Linked DNA regions of Mus musculus: region 2 is linked to region 1. The links are chromatin contacts, called in public promoter capture Hi-C maps. All regions are on one chromosome and are shown on one strand. The core of a region is the stretch at or near the end of the contact, and the rest is flanking DNA. Distances in the headings are between cores, read along the strand shown. Region 1 holds the start of Pik3r1 (phosphoinositide-3-kinase regulatory subunit 1). Region 2 holds the start of Erbin (Erbb2 interacting protein).

Evidence for each region. Promoter capture Hi-C pulls out the DNA fragments that hold promoters and counts their contacts.
Region 2: a promoter capture Hi-C map of liver shows a contact between it and region 1, with 3 times the contacts expected there. The contact joins the promoter of Erbin here to the promoter of Pik3r1 in region 1. A contact is called at or near these places in 2 of 39 promoter capture datasets (hippocampal neurons and liver).

The regions. Positions count from the first base shown.
Region 1 is chr13:101,766,723-101,769,669 of GRCm38.p6, reverse strand. It overlaps Pik3r1 (phosphoinositide-3-kinase regulatory subunit 1), which reads left to right and starts at 1,453. Exons shown (of 16, transcript NM_001077495.2): 1 at 1,453-1,693.
Region 2 is chr13:103,919,027-103,921,973 of GRCm38.p6, reverse strand. It overlaps Erbin (Erbb2 interacting protein), which reads left to right and starts at 1,388. Exons shown (of 26, transcript NM_001289473.1): 1 at 1,388-1,728. D130037M23Rik reads right to left here. Exons shown (of 1, transcript XM_006517803.4): 1 at 1-2,947. The coding sequence starts at 1,981. The coding sequence ends at 152.

The sequences.
Region 1 (2,947 bases), core at 204-2,703:
TTTTTATTAGGTATTTAGCTCATTTACATTTCCAATGCTATACCAAAAGTCCCCCGTAGCCACCCACCCCCACTCCCCTACCCACCCACTCCCCCTTTTTGGCCCTGGCGTTCCCCTGTACTGGGGCATATAAAGTTTGCGTGTCCAATGGGTAGGCAAATTCTTAAATGTGATGTGGGTAGCAGCCTGCTTTTGTCTTTATTAGATACCAAGAGTACCAGAAACATTAGTACCTGAATTGTGTACTGAGATCTCTTCTTTTAGAATGGGCGTCACCTTTAAACGTGACTGCATTTGTTTAACATAAACTGTGAATTTCATTTTTTCCCTCTGCTTCCAAAACTCACAGTAATACACTACCAAATTTAGAATTTGACAACAGACTAAGTTCTTGGTTAAGAAAAAGCATTTTGTTGCCAGAATAGCTGCAAAAGGGATCTTTAGGGCAAGAAGGGTGGGTGGCTACAGGTTCCTGAACTACAAAATAAGACATATTTTGGGAGCAAAATTTAAAAAGTCCATGAGTTCTTGAACGTTTTTATGAAGACAAAACACGGGGCTATCATCCTTTCTTATCTGGGAAGGCTGAGCCATTATCACTTTTTTCTTGAGCAGCTTCCATAGTGGTTTCTACTCCAAGGATCTACATTTTTACATCTAACAAACCATAGACTTCATTTGAGTTTCTCCAGCCTATCAGAAGCGTTAGAAGGCGGTGGACTGGCTGAATGACCTACATAGGCTCTGCCTTGCAAGGACTGCCAGAGATCACCCGGTATGCGCCCTCCTCACAGAACACTCCTTTTCCTCTAGATCCCGCCTTGGTTCCTGGAGGCAGCCGTGCCAGGCTTTTGCAGGCGGCGGGCACTCGTTGCTCCAGCTCACCCTTTCACCCCTCCTTCACCCCGGGAGTGCCACGCCGGGTGGCGCGGTTTTTCTGACCACTAGGGAAGCTGGGCAGGCAAGGCCAGGAATTACAGGGCCTCCCCGCTTTGGCGAGCCCTCGCATCTGCATCTTCCTGAACCCAGCCACTGTCCTGAAGCTCTAGTGGATTCGAAAGAGGCAGGGTCTCGCAGGCAGCCGGCTGGGCTCCAGAGAGGCCTGAACTTATTTCCCACCCCCCACCCCCATCCCCATTTGAACTCCCTGCTTCGGGCCTGGGCGACGCCCCGCAGGCGAGCCAGCCCCAAGCACGCAGAGTTAGAGCGCTCCGTAGCGGAGGGCGCGCGCCGTCCAGTCGCCCGGGGCATCCCCGAGCCGGGGGCGGGGGCGAGGGCAGCGAGGGGTGCGGGGTAGGGTCGGCAGCACAGAGCGTAGCTCCTAGACCTTGGTAGCCCTCCCGGAGACTGGCAGAGGCGGAGGGCGCGGCTCGGGCGCTGGGGGGCGGGGTCTCGGGCGTTGATTGGTGTGTATCTGGGGGCGGGGCGCAGGGGCGGGCCCGGGGTGGGGCTGGCGCCTGGCGCTGGAGCTGCGCCGCTCAGGGAGAGGAGTAGCTAGCAGCTGGAGCCGAGTTGGAGGAAGCAGCGGCAGCGGCAGCGGCAGCGGTAGCGGTGAGGACGGCTGTGCAGCCAAGGAACCGGGACAGCGAAGCGACGGCAGGTCGCAGCTGGATCGCAGGAGCCTGGGAGCTGGGAGCTTCAGAGGCCGCTGAAGCCCAGGCTGGGCAGAGGAAGGAAGCGAGCCGACCCGGAGGTAGGCGGCGGCGGGTCCCGGTGTGCCCGGGAGGGGGAAGCGGTGCGAACGCGCACGGCCGCTGCTCTTCCTGTCACCGGCAGCCACTTCTGCTGCCGAGCCACTCAAGGGGAAGCGAGCAGGCTGCCAGCTCCCAGTCGCCAGCATCTCTCGGCCACTTGGAAGCCTTCTCCGGCCAGTGACCAGCTTGCTTGGTCGCAGCCACCTCCTGCTCTCATTTCCTTCGTGCCACCCCGGGCGGGCTGTGCTCGTTACCCGGAGCGTTCGGTCCTGGAGTTGCCAGCGGTCACCGGCTCCCCTCCTCCTCCGTCACCTCACGCTTCCGAGGGTCCCCGATCGCCCTGCAGCTTTCCGAAGCCGGGAGCGCGCGAGGAGAGTGCCTGGATCGCTGCCTTTGCGTTAGCGCGGCGTACCCTCCAGGCCCGGAGCCCCAGCCGGGGTCTCCGGCCAGGCTGGGCCATGGTGGTCCCCGGAGCTCGCCCCCAGCCCCCGCCCTCCGAAGTTTGCCTCCCTCCTCTTCCGGGGTGGGGGAAGTGCTCCTCGGGGCGGTCGGTGGCTGGGGCTCTAGCTCGGCGTCTGGCGCCCGCCGGGCTTGGGCAGGTTGCTGGAGGCATAATGAGTGGGATCCTGGCACCGCCCGGAAATCCAGCTTTTCCTAACGCGGGGCGACCCTGGAAGGACCTGCCCAGCACTAAGCTGCCGGCCAGGGAGAACCGGCCCGCGTGCAAGCCAGAGCTAAAATATCTGGGGGAATTGTCTGCAAGCTACTTCCTTCCCAAAGGCAGAAACTGCCCGGCAGATCACGAGACAAAGAGAATAGAAACGCTCTGACCAGGCACGCATGTACAGAAATGCATTTTAGTAACCAGCTTTCGCGCACAATAACGCAAGGGTGTGAGCGGAGTGGCTGTGACATGTTGAATGCTGTGTGCCGGCACTGTATTCAGGGGAATTCTGCTCCTGGCGCTAGTAATACCGGAAAGGTCTCACTTCCACCGTTAATTCTTGAAGAAGCTGCAGGCTCTATTGCTGTACTGGTGTGAATTTATGCTTTATTTAGGGGTTTCATGATTTTAGGACTTAATTTTCCCCCTTTTCTTTTCCTGTCTTTTTCCTCTTTGTCAGACAGTGTGAAATAGGAAAGGATGAAGCAGTTCCGGGTTTTAAGTGTAGCATGAGATTGTCATTTCAGTGAGATCGAGTTTCAAGTTTTAGGTGGTAGGGTTACTCACAAAGCTGGTTGACCTAGGCTCC
Region 2 (2,947 bases), core at 139-2,638, 2.2 Mb before region 1:
CTCGGGTAAAACAAGGATGTTCTGTCTGCTAACATACTTAAAGCAGTAACTGTAAAAACGGCAATGTTATGGTTGAAGCTTTCTAAGCCATATGTGTTGACAGAATGCTTAAGTCTCTCTCTGCAATAAACGCAAACCCTGCCAGGCAGAACTACCAGGGCCAGCGCGACTGACTGAACGACTGCACGCCCGAAAGCGTAGGGGCTGGAAGGCTTCGCGGCGCTCGGAGTGCATCCAATGTTTCCTCTAACAAAGGCACCGTCTTGAGGCAATTTCGCGGGCCACGCTCCCCGCCTCCCAGCACCAGCTTTGTCTCCTCGGAGGGGCCCCCGGCCGCGTCGCCGCTTGCAGCAAGCTCGGAGGCCGGCCCGGCGTGGGAAGAAGCTGCACGGAGCAGCGGCGGTGGTTTCCTGCAACCTGAGCGTGCCATTAGAGGCGTCGGAGTGCTGCAGCTGAAAGAGATACCTGCTGCCTGGAAATCGGGGCTGCACTCGAACAACCTCTTTGCACCAATTACGGTCGTACAAAGAAACTCGATCGGCCCGGGCGGCGGAGGCCTCGCGGGGTCGTGGGGGGCGGAGGGGAGCCCGGCGGCCCGGGCCTCGGGAGGGTGGGTGGCGGGCCTCCCGCCGCGCGCCTCCCCGCCGGCCCGCGGCCCCCGGCCCGCGCCCCCCGCCGCCGACGTCGACCGCGTAGACCCCGTGCGCGCTGACTGGCTCGCGCCGGCCTTCGCCTGGCTGTGGGCGGTTGGGGCGCCCCCGCGGGAGCCCGCCCCGCCCCCGTCGCCGCCGCCGCCGCCGCGCGCAGCCTCGGCCCCCTTAGCCGCCGGGGCGGTGGCGCTGTTGCCGCCGAGGCCTGTGAAGCAGAAACTCCCTCCACCCCGGCCCGGCCCGGGTCCGCCTCCTCCTTTCTCTCCTCCGCCTCGCCTCCCCTCTCCGTCTCCCGCTCGAGAGTGAAGGTGGCGCGGCGGCGCGCGACGCAGCCTGGGCCCCCGGCGCGGGCCCGCGAGCTCCCGAGGAGACCGCGCCGCCGCGGCCGCGACCGCAGGGAAAGAGGACGGAGGAGAGCGCAGGGACGGCGGCGGGAAGCCCGGAGGGTTCGAGCGCGAGTGGCAGAGACAGGGCCGGCCGGTCGGACCGCCCGACGGACGGTCGCCTTCCAGCCTGCGCGGCCGGTCGGCTCCGGCTCGGAGCGGCGGGGGCCGGGCGGGCGCAGGGCGCGGCCGGCGCACTCGAGACAATACCCGCGCGGCGCGGCTGTGGGGGCGGAGGCCTAGTGCGGCCCAGGCCGGCCGAGCTCCGCGTCCTCGCCCCCCGTGGGCCGCGCGAGGTTCCGCGGCTCGGGGCGGGCGCCGTCCCCTCCCCCTCGGCGGCGCGGCGCGCCACCCCGGGGTTCCGGGTTCCCGGGCCCCGAGCTGGAGCCTGCTTTTCACCCAGGCAGGAAGTGAGTTTCGCACGGCAATTCCGGGCGGTGTCACGAGTGAAAAGTTTTTTCCTTCGGCGGAGAAGCGAGCCGGGGCTGGGAAACTCCTGACACAAGTCGCGAGCAGGAAGCCAGCCCGCACCCCAGCCCCCACCGGAGCAGCCGCACTGCTGCGGCCGGCCGGGCGGCAGCTCCACATCCGCCTCGTCCTCACGGGAGCCTCGGCGGGGCCCGGAGCCACTGAGGAAGGGCAGGGAACCATGTCAAGCCGAGCCTCGGGACGGCTGCCCTGAGACACCCTGAGAGGTAATTTCTTTTCTTTCTTTTTTTTTCTTTCTTTTACGGGAAGCGTCGAGCCAAGTTCGTGGGCCGGAAGCGACGGTACTTTAGTCCACCTCGCTCTGCCCGACTCGTCTCCCTTCTTTCTCCCGTGCCTTGGCATTTTAGCCGCCGAATAGTAGAACTGATTTCTCCCCCTCGCCCCGTCTACCGTCTGGATTCCTTTCTTTTTAAGACGGGGATTGTAAGAATGCGGTGGGACGAAAAGTTTTTCAGCCATCGGAAGAAAGAGTTCCTTTGTTGAGCAGGAGGGCCAGAAGTTTTAGTGCTCCGGGACGTATACATTGTATATCAAGTTGCTGAGGCTGGCAACTTTTGTTTCCGAAGAAAGTTGAGTCTTCTGGCTGCGGGGAGAGATTGATTCCCTCTCCCTGAGATGGCTGCCACATTTGTTTATGTTGGTGCCGATTGTTTTGGTTTTCGCGTTAATCCTACGCGGAGGTCGTTTCGGTAGAACACGTCTGGTTCTTTGGACTTTAGAAACCGGCTGCCTGCCATTCCCGATTGCTTTTTCTGGACAGCGAAGGCGCCGCTTGTAGTAGTAGTAAGTCGTGCGTTCTTTTCAGTCAGTAGCTTAACAGTGCTTGTTTGGTTACTTGATTGAAGAGTAGCTGCTAGATTTTTCTTGAAACTGGCGTTCTAGGAAACAGAATGTCGTAAAGATTAGGGATGAGGACGGAGAAGGATATGGCTACAAAAACAAAACAAAACGCCAAACACCTGCAAGTAGTTGATTGGTCAGGACTTGTATGCAGTTCCGAATAGGAACAACACTGGAAGGGAAGCGAAATAAAACCCTTAAAATTTTCAGAAGAGTCACACTGTGCGGAAAAAGCGGCGCTGTTTTGCAGTTGTATGTGTGTTGGCCCATCTGTTTTTGTTTGCTTCTGCCTAATAAGTGATAGGTACGGACTGTTCGGGCAGGAATTCGTGAAGCATGGCAGACATTCCACCAGTCAGACCTAGGGACGCTTCTGAACCGATGGAGTTTTCTTTATGGGTAGAACTAATTTTGGTTGCAGTAAACCCTGCTGTCTTTTCCCTTAGTAGTGTTTCAATTGTGTGTGTCTTTTAAAGTTTAATTTGCTCCCCCTGCCTCCAAGTACTTTTGTGGTAAGGGAAGTGACAGGTAATACTGTATTTTAAATAAATATTAACTATAGGTAGATGTAGCTTAAGCTTAAAT